Linked DNA regions of Mus musculus: regions 1 and 3 are each linked to region 2. The links are chromatin contacts, called in public HiChIP or PLAC-seq and promoter capture Hi-C maps. All regions are on one chromosome and are shown on one strand. Each heading gives the region's core, a stretch centred on a gene start, on an enhancer-like site or on the middle of the called end of the contact. The rest is flanking DNA. Distances are from core to core; before and after follow the strand shown. Region 1 overlaps Cyth1 (cytohesin 1). Region 2 holds the start of Mfsd11 (major facilitator superfamily domain containing 11). Region 3 holds the start of Nt5c (5',3'-nucleotidase, cytosolic).

Region 1 (4,044 bases), core at 1,505-4,004, 1.4 Mb before region 2:
CCATGGGAACTTCCTAGCAGTTCCCATTCAGGTAAGTGCATCGTGACCTTTCTAGGAGACTCCATTTGGCACTGGCTATGGATGTGCCTAGTGTGCGAGATGCTTATATATTCCAGTGTTCTGCATAGTCCTGTTTATGTTAACTAGATGCTGTAAACTAGGGATTTTTTGGTTTTGTTTATTTTATTTTATTTTATTTTAGTTTAGTTTATTTGCTTTTGAGGCAATGTCTCAATATGCAGCCTTAATTCCTCAGAACTCACTGTGTAGACTGGGCTGGCCTTGAACTCATAGAGATCTACTTGACTCTGCCTCCTGAGTGCTGGGATTGAAGATGTGCACTACCACAGTCAGCTAGGATGCTGGAACTCTTAATATTGCCAGCTTTCAAGTTCTTAGCCCCAATTTGTAAGCTAAAGCAAGAGGAATGAATGTTCTTTCACTGATCTACGTCCTGCTTAGGTAGAGTCCTGATAAGTTGCTTAGCCTGGCCTTGAATATGCTTTGTAGCATGGGAGTTAGACTTGAATTTGTAGCCCTCTGCCTCAGCCTTTTAAGTAGTTACGATTACAGGCCTGTGCCTAGGACCCTGGATGTTGATGTTTAGCCTTTGAGACGGATGCTCTTGCTCTATAGTTCAGGTGGGCCTCTAGCTCGTGATTCCCCCACCCCAGGATCCTGAGTGTTGGGATTACTGGGGTACACCACATGCCTTGCCTAGTAAGGATGATAATTATCTAGTTACTCTTCTCTGAGTCAAACATGGTACTTTGGGACTTATAACAGGTTTCTTTATTCCTGTTTTAGTTAACAGAGTTAGTGCTGCGCTAGCTTTAGGAAGCAGAAATCAAGCAGAAGGCATTGTGACATGGTCAGGGGGGTTTGTTGCATTCCAGTTTGTAGGGCAGCTTTTCAGCTTGGGCTCACAGAAGCTAGGACTCAGGCCTGTCCCCTGGATTGCCATGAAGTCTCGTGATTAGCCCAGTAGGGCTGCTGTATGAGCTACTATGATTCTTCCTTTCTTCCTTTCTTTCTTTCTTTCTTTCTTTCTTTCTTTCTTTCTTTCTTTCTTATACATGAGCATGTTGCTGACACACCAGAAGAGGGCATCAGATCCCATTACAGATGGTTGTGAGCATCATGTGGTTGCTGGGAATTGAACTCATGACCTCTGGAAGAACAGCCAGTGCTCTTAACCACTGAACCATCTCTCTAGCCCTTGATCACTTTTTTGAGAATTATACTAAGAATGGTTTATTGAATTATGGAGGTGAGATTTGTGAAGGCCCAAAGCCAGGGACTGATGGACAGGGCTTTGAGGAGCTGTAGTCGGGGACTGGAGGACAGGGCTGTGAAGTCCTGATTTGCAGAGGATATGAATCAAAGGTACCCAAGGGATAAAGCTGTGAGATCCTGAGAAGTGGGGGTGTAAGGGTTCATGGGGGTCGAGGGAAAGGACTGGGGAGCAGAAGCTGTGGGGCCAACCTGTGGCCTGTGCTCAGAAGATGGAGTTCATATTTTTAACCTTCTCAGGCCTTGACTCTTCATGCCTCATTTGAAGTGCATCAGTAGGCCCTGGCACTACCTTAGACATAAATAGAGTAGGTATTTGAGCCTTTTATTGCTTAGCTGCCCATCTCTCATAGCAGCTTCTCAGGTCATATGGCATCTGCCCTGGTTACCCGCACCCAGGGTGGTATGTCACAAAGGAAGACAGGTGTCTCTGATCTGCCTAGAACGTGGACATTCATCTCACCCAGAACAGAAACTGCTGTCCTTGAAACAGCCCAAGGCCTCCAACAGCCCTCCAAAGGCCTCTGCCCTCTAACCCCCTCCTTATAGTCCTTCTAGCTCCCCACTGAGTCCCATACTCTTCAGACCCCCAGAGCACATGTCCAAGAGTGGCCCAGAGTCTGCCTCAGCCCACACAGGGGAAACACTATGTCCTTTTAGTCCTTGATGTCTCTGCAGTCCACATCCACTGTGCTCAGGGACCATTATTGGGGGAAATGGTAGAAAGGAAAGATTATAGGTTTGATTGTTTTTTAAAAAGATGTGTAAAACCGAAGGTAGAATTGGAGTTAAAAATAAGTTGCAGATTGCATTACATGTTTTAAATAGTCTGTTCAGTTCTACAAACCAGTAGGAAGGATGGCAGTCAGTAGGAAAACAACCCCCAAGGTGTGGACAGTAGCTCATGAACAGAAGTGCTCTCGTGCTTCTGGAAAGGCAGCCTTGATGGCAGTGAGGCCAGTGCAGAGATCAGTCCTGGGAATGTCCCCACCCGTCAGTGCAGTTCATTGTGGACCGGGCTGGACACATCAAACTCTAGGAATCCAGACACGTACTGTCCCACTGCCAGGAGATAAGAAACAGGAGTGACCTGTCCTTCCCGAGTCAAGATCATCTGGGAATCAGATCTAATGCCAGAGGTAGAGATGGGGTTTGGATCACTAGACGGGTTTTGAATGCAGCTGAGTGCATTGATACAGGATTCTTCAAGGGCAAAAGTTGAGGAAGACACTCTCCCCACAGAGGGTTTCAGGACAAGACAAGGCAGGCCACAGCAGCGAGGCACAGAGAGCAGACTTAGTGAAAGCCACCAGTACTGCCTAGATTTAACTGTCAACCCGACACAAGTACAGTCATCTGGGAAGGGAGTGAATTGAGAACTTGCTAGATCATACTGGCCTCTGGGCATGTCTGTGGGGATTCCTTGGTTGGCTGTTGATTGATGTAAGAGTTCATAGACCACTGTGAGCTCACCATTTCATGGGCTGGGCCCTAAAGCTAACTAAGACAAACTAAGTAAGCAGACGGCATGGGTATACTCATTTCTCTCAGTTTTTGACTGTGACTCACTGCTTAAAGCTCCTGCCTTGGTTGCCCTGCATTGAAGGACTGTGTCCTGGAATTTTAAGCCAAACAAACCCGTTCTCCCCAGAGTTGTATTTAACCAGGGCATTTGTCACATTAACAGAAATGAAACTAGGACACCACCCAGTGATGTCATGGTATTACTTGTATTGTTACCGACAGCTTGCTAAGGAGCCTCACAGTCCACTCCAGGAACACAGGGAAGCTTTTCTGGATCAAGCAAGTCTTCTTGTAAGAGAGTTGGGGAGAACTAGAGCTGAGTGCTGAGCATGTGCACAGGGCCCTGAGACTGGACCCTGCTTCAAAGTTACAGGCTGTGAGCAGTGAAAACACATGACACCCTTTATAGTGCCGGAGAAAATCAGGCTAGGGGATGGATCAACTGGTAAAGTGTCATATAAACATGACACTCTGAGTCCCATCCCCACTCCCCTGTAAAAGTCGGATGTGTAATTCCATTGCTGGAGGAGGTGGAGACAGGAGGGTTCCAGGGGCTTTCTGGCCAGCAAGTCTAGCTGAATGATCTCCAACTGAGAAACCCACTCCCAAAAATCAGGTGAAGAACTGGGCATGGTAGCACACACCCTTAGTGCCAGCACTTGGGAGGCAGAGGCAGGCAGATTTCTGTGAGTTCGAGGCCAGCCTAGTCTACAGAGTTAGTTCCAAGACAGCCAGAACTATGTAGAGAGATCCTGTCTCCAAGATAGATAGAGGAGAGAAAGGGGGGGGGGCAACTGAGGAAATACTTGATGCATATACCTGTGAATACACCTGTAAATACACACACTTGCAAATACACACAAAGTAAAAATGAAGTGTTTATAAACGGAATGCAAAAAGTTACTAACGTTGTAGTGTGTATACATATATGTGTGTGGCATGAAAGACACATATAATATAACGTACATTGCATGCAGAAGAAGCCAGACCAAACCCATACCACCCTCAGTGGTTGTCACTGGGCAGGATCAGATTGCCTGCTACTGTTCTCTACTTTCATCTGTGAATGTGTCTCATAAGCAGCATCAAAAATATGCAGAAAAGAACATCTTGATGTGCTGCATCAGAAACCAGGAAGGGGACACTACCCAGTGCAGTGTGCAGCTTCACTGTGGCCACCATCAGAAAGAATAGCCGGGGCTGATGTCCTCCAGAATCCTTGAGCAA
Region 2 (3,722 bases), core at 656-3,155:
GTGTAGATACCTGAAGTTCAAGGTTATCTTGTATTATGCTACAAGCTCCACGCCAGACAAGAGAGGAGGCAATTGGAGGGAGAGAGGTTGTATATGTGCATGTATTTAGTACATTTCCAGCTACAAATCCAAAGTACTACAGACCTGTGAAGTTTTCATTTTCTATGTCTAAACAGCATAAAAATCTTTTTTTGTTTTGTTTTGTTTTTTTGAGACAGGGTTTCTCTGTATAGCCCTGGCTGTCCTGGAACTTACTCTGTAGACCAGGCTGGCCTTGAACTCAGAAATTCACCTGCCTCTGCCTCCCAAGTGCTGGAATTAAAGACGTGCGTCACTACTGCTCAGCTTCAGCATAAAAATCTTTGTTTTTTTTTTTTTTTTTTTTCTTTTTGTTGTTTTTCGAGAAAGGGTTTCTCTGTATAGCCTTGGCTGTCCTGGAACTCACTTTGTAGACCAGGCTGGCCTCAAACTCAGAAATCCGCCGCCTCTGCCTCCGAGTGCTGGCATTAAAGGCGTGCGCCACCACGCCCAGCTTCAGCATAAAAATCTTAAAGCTTCTGATGAAATTATAAATTGAGAATGAGATTACAAAGCCTCAAAAATCCAATGTTTCAACAACTACAGCACTGTTCAGGATTAGAACATGATTTTGACAAGACTTGCATGCATATTGAGCCAGAAGCACTATACTGCCTGCATAGCCATGATCTTAGTAAAGAACCTGGGGTCACAGAGCTAACTTGCTGAACGTAGCAAAGCATCCCAGTTCTGAAGCCAGGCTTTCAATCCCAAAGCCTCCTAATTCTACAGAAGACCTTTAGTCATCATCGTAAAAGAATTTACCATCACGCTTATTTATTTTGGGATTCACGGCATGCACCCCCATGCCTGCTCTGTAACTTTATTACTACATTTTAAAATTTATGTTTGTATGGTAGGAGAGTGTTCTCCTGCGTGGAAGACACATGAAAACCTGCAGGAGCTGGTTCTCTTCTTCCACCACGTAGGTTCTGAGGATTAATCCACGTACTCTGGGAGGTATGGGTCTGTATCTACTGATCTACCTGGGTGGCTCAAACCTCAGAAAAAGAGAGACAGATTTGACACAATCATGGCTACTCTTCAGTTACAACATGTTATTGCTGGTTTTCCTGAGATGGATGGAACTATGACATGCAAAATAAAGTCATGCACACAGTACAATACCTGGTATATCCACTGCCATGAAAATCTGTGCTATTTAAGCTCCTGATGACAGTTTGCTGTGTGGAAGATAAAACTAATCAACAAAAATGTCTTGCCATCTCCCTCCCCGCAGGAAAGTCTAAATACTCAAAAAAAATGTTATGATCCACACCTCTCACCCAAGCCCACCATGAGAGGAGAAAAAAACCGACTCAATTGCCGCAGAAGATATACTCGAGATGGGGAAACAGATAATCAACTGTACCCACAAGCCACCCAAGCACTAAATACAGAGTTTAACATTCACAAAAATTAAAGTAACTATGGTCCATACTCAAATTGCAAGCCGCATCTGAGTATTAAACGAAAGTGTTTAACACCACGTAAACGCGAAATATCTGATACACAAAATTAAGAAAACGAGAAAGGGTAGGCTGAAAAACAGGAGGTGCAATCTTGGCGTGGTAGCGGACATAAACGTTTATTGTCACAGCTGGAATGCATTCAGACGGGCATTCAAAGGAAGGAGTACAGATTCCAACTCACCGCCACATTTCCACAAGTCTGAAAGGCGGTGAACATAAACATAAAGGCAACTCCTAAAATAACGATGTTGAAAAGCTTTTTAGACTCCGGGGACATTTTGGCTCCGCTTGCTCAGAGGCCAGCAGCGGCCCAGGACAGTCACCTCTTCTCCTCCAGTCGAACCCCCTGACAGCCCTGAGGGAAGAAACCAGATGAGAGAACCACGAAGCCAGACTGCCGATTTCCAATCTTGGGATGGGAATCGTGGGTTTAAGGGAAATCTCTCCCCACCGGTACAGTCGGGACCCTCCGGGGACGCGACCGAGTGCAGAGGAGACCCGGGGTCTACCCGCCGCAACTCCAGTTGCAGGGAACGGGATCCGGGGCAAGGACGAGCAGTAGCAGCTGCTGGGGCCCGCCCTCCCGGCCTGACTCACAGCAGATCACGAGACCGGTCAGCTGACCAGAGTCTGGTCGCAGCGCCCGCCGGGAAATGTAGTCCCGGCGCCCCGTGGGGGGAGGGGAGGGTACGGCCGCACGCTGTGGCTAGCGCGTACTTTAGGTCTACACTACCCGTCCCTTCGTAGAGAGCAAAGGCCCCGAGAAGTGAAACCAAGGCAGCGAGCCTCAGTCAGGAGCGGCGGGAGAGGGGAACGTGAGGTGGCCCCGGGACACAGAGAGGCAAAAGAGAGCGCAAGAACCGGCTCTGACAGGCGGGACTGAAGGCTGGGCGGAACGGCGCGTGGAGCCCGGGCATTGGCGTGGGGAAGGGGCGGGGCTCTGGTGGGGCGCGCTTCCTCTTTCTCCCTCCATAGAGCCTCGTTCTTCCCCTTCCCCGCGCTCTCGCGGACGCACCCACGGTAGAGCATTTGGCGGGCTTTCTAACTGCCTTCTCTGGCTGCTCCCCCGCCCCACCGCAGTGACTGCGCGCTTTCCGCCCGCCCGCCGCGCGGTGCGCAGGCGCACCTGGGAGGGGCGGGGCGCGCGGCGGCGACGTTACGCAACACGGCCGAATGGGCCAATCAGGAGATTCATTTCCGGGTGGCGCGGGCGCCATTTTGTAAGGGTGGGTATAAATGCGCGCTGGGGCCCGCCCGCTCGCTTAGTTGCTGCTCAGGCGTCCGTCAGGTTCGGGTGCTCTGCGGCGGCCTTGCGGCTCCCTCCCTACCCACGAGGACTGTAGCTACCGAGCGCCTGACGGAGCTGCGTTTCCGGAGAGCGAGGGCCTGTCCGGGGCGTTAGGGTCTCGGCGCCGCTTCGCAGCCATGAGCTACGGCCGCCCGCCTCCCGATGTGGAGGGCATGACCTCCCTCAAGGTGGACAACCTGACCTACCGCACCTCGCCCGACACCCTGAGGCGCGTCTTCGAGAAATACGGGCGCGTCGGCGACGTGTACATTCCGCGGGACCGCTACACCAAGGAGTCCCGGGGCTTCGCCTTCGTCCGGTTCCACGACAAGCGCGACGCCGAAGACGCCATGGACGCCATGGACGGGGCGGTGCTCGACGGCCGCGAGCTGCGGGTGCAGATGGCGCGCTACGGCCGCCCGCCCGACTCGCACCACAGCCGCCGGGGCCCGCCACCCCGTCGGTACGGCGGCGGCGGCTACGGGCGGCGGAGCCGCAGGTGAGCGGGGCCCGGGGCGGAGCGGGAGGCGGACGGGCACAAAGGTACGCGGAGCACGTGGAGCCAGCCCCTCCCTCGCGGCCGGGGTGGCAGCAGGGCCGGGCCACTCCGTGCGAGACCCCGCCTCGCGGCAAGGGAAATGGCGCCTGGCAGCCAGATAATGGCGGCGGGGCGGGCGGGGCGGGACCGGCGGCCTGCAAGCTCACCCTGTCGCTTCGTTCACGTCCCACTCGCAGCCCTCGGCGACGCCGGCGCAGCCGATCTCGAAGCCGGAGTCGGTCCAGGTCGCGAAGCCGCTCCCGCTACAGCCGCTCCAAGTCTCGGTCCCGCACTCGCTCGCGCTCCAGATCAACCTCCAAGTCCAGATCTGCCCGAAGATCCAAGT
Region 3 (4,167 bases), core at 1,650-4,149, 1.4 Mb after region 2:
ATGTTTGACTGACAGCTGTAGCCTACAATCATTTCTGTGTACTGCAACAGGCTAGCTTGCTGAATGGGTGGGCCATGGCTTTTAAAGGCCTGATTTTCCACTATGAATCTCAGGGAGTAAACCTGTACCCATCCTTCTGAGCCTCCGAGCAAGGGTGGGGCTCCTGGGAAGGGAGTTACCTGGCTGGTGTTCTAACTTGACAGTTGGCCTTAACTTTTATTATAGAGATAAGCACCTGGTGGCAGGTGTTTTGAGGGAGTGGAGGTTCAGCCAGACTCCATTATTGGAGCAGATTTTAGGGGACTGTCTGGAAACATTTGTAGGAGGGGGTTTAACACCCCAAGATAGAAAAGATTCTGTAAAGTCAGATCTTCAAACCATTTTATAAATGGGGTTCGTATGCTTGCTTGGAGGGTTGCTTAGTGCTAAAGAACATTTGCTGGGCCAGGCAGCGGTAGCACACATTTAATCCCAACATTCAGGAAGCAAAGGCAGGTGGATCTCTTGTGAGTTTGAGGCCAGCCTGATCTACAAAGAGAGCTCCAGGACAGCCAGGGCTATGCAGAGAAACCCTGTCTCAAGACAAGAGCATTCACTGTCTTGCAGAAGACCCAGGTTCAGTTCTCAGCACCCTCTTAGCAGCTCACAGCTGGTTCTAACTCTCGCTCCACGGCCTTGAAGCTTGATGGCCTCTGAATGCTTGCAAGTGGCGCACAGATATTCACGTGAGGGGGCAGAGGTGGAGGCAGAGGTATCTGGAATTAGTGGCAAGCCCAGGTAGGGAGTGAATTTGAGGCAAACTTGGATGCATAAAACCCTGTTGCAGCCGGGCGTGGTGGCGCACGCCTTTAATTCCAGCACTCGGGAGGCAGAGGCAGGTGGATTTCTGAGTTCGAGGCCAGCCTGGTCTACAAAGTGAGCTCCAGGACAGCCAGGGCTATACAGAGAAACCCTGTCTCAAAAAAACAAAAACAAAAACAAAAACAACAACAACAAAAAAAACCCTGTTGCAAAAAAAGTAAGGGGTGTGTGTCCAGGAGATGTTGGGAGAAGCCTGAGTTAAATAGGGTAAAGATACAATATGTATGGGATACAATATGTATGTATGGGATTCTCAGAATATTTTAAAAGTTACTGAAAGGGCAGGAGAGAAAAAACAGCAGATGAACTTTAACTCAGTTTATGTGAAAATTGGTTTGGCTTAGTGAAAATTCAGTCCCTAAGTAAGAATTCACCGGGATATGTTGTTGTTGGTTTGTTTTACCAGTTTTGTTTGCTTTTTTGTGTTTTTAAAAAAAATGTTTATAAGGAAAAAAACAAAAAATAAATAAAAATAAAAAGAATAAAGGAAGAAAAGAAAAAAATTGTTTATTTTATTTTTTTAAAAGGTTCTATATTTTATTACTAGACAAACACCCTAATTTAAGACATGAGCAAGTCTCCAGGTTAAAAATGTTGAAATCTGTCTGGTAGGACTGATTGCTGACCACAACTCAGTATAAACCCTCAGTCTTGCCATTGTGTGAATCCTTACAGACCCAGCTTTGTTCTCCTCCAGTGTCTTCTAAGAGAAGAGTTGAACCTGACGTTGTTACCAGTTTTCATCCGGATCCACTGAGGAATGGGGCGATTTTGCTTTTGTTTCTTGGCCAGGAATCGCTTGATTCGGAAAGTCTTGTGAGAAGACATGGCAAGAAGCCGAATCAGGCGTAATGCGCAGGATGGCAGAGGAAAGGAGAACCGAATCAGGCGTAATGCGCAGGATGGCAGAGGAAAGGAGAAGAGCTTTTTTTATTTTTAATTTCATTTATATGAGTACACTGTAGCTGTCTTTAGACACACCCGAAGAAGGCATCAGATCCCATTACAGATGGTTGTGAGCCACCATGTGGTTGCTGGGATTTGAACTCAGAACCCGGGGAAGAGCAGTCTGTACTCTTAACCGATGCTGAGCCATCTCTGCAGCCCAAATTTGTTTAAGATAAGGTCTTCACTAAGTAGCTCTGGCTGTCTTGGAACTCAGAGGTCTGCCTCCTGGGTGTGAGGATTAAAAATGTGCGCCACTACACTCTGCTCCTTTGTTGTTTTAAACTGGCTTTTCTTCAAGTGAGATGTCGGGCTCCATGCTGACAAACTTCTGCCATGGGTTAGAAGTCATGTCTTATCGGGGTGTAGCAGTGCCCACCTTTAAACCCAGCACATGGAAGGCAGAAGCAGGCAAACCTCGGGGAGTTTGAAGCCAGTCTGGTTCACAGAGTTTCAGGACAGCCAGGGCTATGTGGAGAAACCCTGAGTCGGGGGTGGGGGGGGAGTCATTACTCAAATCTGCATTTATAGGTTGGAAAATTGATGTGATGTCGCCATTGACTCTGAAATCTACAAGAATAAGTTGTGTCTCTGTGTGTGAACGCTTAACATTTTCTAGAGGGACATACAAGTTTTCGATTCTACCGGAGACCTCGGGTCCACAGGAAAAAGTAGTGGACGCAGATTGAAAACAATGTTACTGTTTCAAACCAAGTCTGGCTTATGAGTCCGGTCTCTTGAGAGCCCAGCTCATGCCCAGCTCATGCCCACGGTTGTCTTTAAGGGGTCCTTCTCATCCCTTGAACTGGGAGACTCACGATCCTGTCAGCTTCCAGCCTGGACAAACATGGGAGAGGCAAAGGATGCATTCAGCATGCGAAGCAGGTTCCCCATTGCCAAGAAAGTATTTCGGATCTTAGAGGTTATGGGAGAGGGATTCTGATGCTGCACATGAGCGGCAGCCCCGTAAGGGACGCAATGCCATCCTGGGCACCTGGTTGGCCACTCTGTGCAAATGAACAAAGTCCGGCCCGCCCCTACCCCGGTCCCGGAAGCTTGTTTCCGGGTCTGGCATCTTCCGTGCTTGCCGCTGTGCTCTGCGGAGACACCGGGCGTGGCAATGGCGGTGAAGCGGCCCGTGCGCGTGCTGGTGGACATGGACGGCGTGCTAGCTGATTTCGAGTCCGGCCTCCTGCAGGGTTTTCGCCGCCGCTTTCCCGAGGAACCGCACGTGCCGCTGGAACAGCGCCGGGGCTTCCTCGCCAACGAGCAGTACGGAGCTCTGAGGCCGGACCTGGCGGTAGGAGACCCGATGGGGAACCTCTAGGCTGAGTTCTCTTCTAGGCAGCCAAGCTGTGCGAATCCACAGTTCACCCCCGAACCAGAAAGCTTGAAAGGGTACACACACACACACACACACACACACACACACACTAGAACCGAGGTCTCCTGCAGAATCTTTGTGTGTGTGTGTGTCCTCTTTGGGGCTCCCCCTACTGGAAAGCAGGAGCGGGACCAAGATCTCTCTCTTTCAGGAAAAAGTGGCCAGTGTGTATGAATCTCCAGGCTTTTTCCTAAACTTGGAGCCCATCCCTGGGGCCTTGGACGCTTTGCGAGAGATGAACGACATGAAAGAGTAAGGAGGGTGAGGAGGGGGCGGCGGGAAGACGGCCAGTGCCCCAGGCCTAACTGCACCCCTTCTCCGCAGCACCGAGGTCTTCATCTGCACCACCCCACTGCTGAAGTACGACCACTGTGTGGGCGAGAAGGTGCCGGCGCCTGCGCTGATTTAAAAAAATAAACCAGAAAATGGGGGCTGGGTGAAAGGGGTCCCGCGTGTTTGAGGGCTAGTCCCACTTAAGCCCCCATGCCTTACTTATCTTGCATTCTGAGCCTAGCAAGTTCCACTGACCTCTCCCCACCCCTCCCGCCTATACAGTACCGCTGGGTGGAGCAGAACCTGGGGCCAGAGTTTGTGGAGCGGATTATCTTGACTAGGGACAAGACGGTGGTCATGGGAGACCTGCTCATTGATGACAAAGACAACATTCAAGGTTGGGCCAGCCAGTTAACCTTGACAACCCCCAGGCATCTGGCCTGCTGGGATTAAGGAGGAGTAAAAATGACCCAATTACAGAGCGCACGCTGTCTTTACTGCCCAGGCCTAGAGGAGACCCCAAGCTGGGAGCACATCTTGTTCACCTGCTGCCACAATCAGCACCTGGCCCTGCCCCCCACCAGGAGACGGCTGCTTTCCTGGAGTGACAACTGGAGGGGGATCATTGAGAGCAAGCGAGCCAGCCTGTGAAGGACCCTGAGGTGGACAGGACCCTGCCTGGACAGGTGACTTTCTTTAATCAG

The links. Promoter capture Hi-C pulls out the DNA fragments that hold promoters and counts their contacts. HiChIP or PLAC-seq counts read pairs in DNA pulled down with a chosen protein or histone mark.
Region 1: an H3K27ac HiChIP or PLAC-seq map of bone marrow-derived dendritic cells shows a contact between it and region 2, with 3 times the contacts expected there. The contact joins the enhancer-like site here to the promoter of Mfsd11 in region 2. A contact is called at or near these places in 3 of 39 promoter capture datasets (liver and pre-B cells), 1 of 484 Hi-C or Micro-C datasets (B cells) and 2 of 115 datasets of contacts at active chromatin or transcription factors (astrocytes and bone marrow-derived dendritic cells).
Region 3: a promoter capture Hi-C map of pre-B cells shows a contact between it and region 2, with 2.3 times the contacts expected there. The contact joins the promoter of Nt5c here to the promoter of Mfsd11 in region 2. A contact is called at or near these places in 1 of 39 promoter capture datasets (pre-B cells) and 2 of 9 other capture datasets (liver and pancreatic islet).

Annotation. Positions count from the first base shown.
Region 1 is chr11:118,214,946-118,218,989 of GRCm38.p6, reverse strand. All of the region lies in intron 1 of Cyth1 (cytohesin 1), which reads left to right. Among named protein-coding and RNA genes, the nearest start is that of Cyth1, 32 kb to the left of the region's middle. Within about 2 kb of position 2,754, at least 91 of the 459 cell types and tissues checked have an H3K27ac peak or open chromatin away from gene starts, as enhancers often do. A contact at or near this core is called in bone marrow-derived dendritic cells, where this site is marked.
Region 2 is chr11:116,852,183-116,855,904 of GRCm38.p6, reverse strand. It overlaps Mfsd11 (major facilitator superfamily domain containing 11), which reads right to left and starts at 1,905. Exons shown (of 13, transcript NM_178620.4): 1 at 1,732-1,905; 2 at 1,207-1,262. The coding sequence starts at 1,827. Srsf2 (serine and arginine-rich splicing factor 2) reads left to right here and starts at 2,811. Exons shown (of 3, transcript NM_011358.2): 1 at 2,811-3,337; 2 at 3,574-3,722. The coding sequence starts at 2,976.
Region 3 is chr11:115,490,546-115,494,712 of GRCm38.p6, reverse strand. It overlaps Nt5c (5',3'-nucleotidase, cytosolic), which reads left to right and starts at 2,899. Exons shown (of 5, transcript NM_015807.1): 1 at 2,899-3,106; 2 at 3,342-3,442; 3 at 3,515-3,575; 4 at 3,746-3,860; 5 at 3,969-4,167. The coding sequence starts at 2,927. The coding sequence ends at 4,114. It also overlaps the pseudogene Gm11694.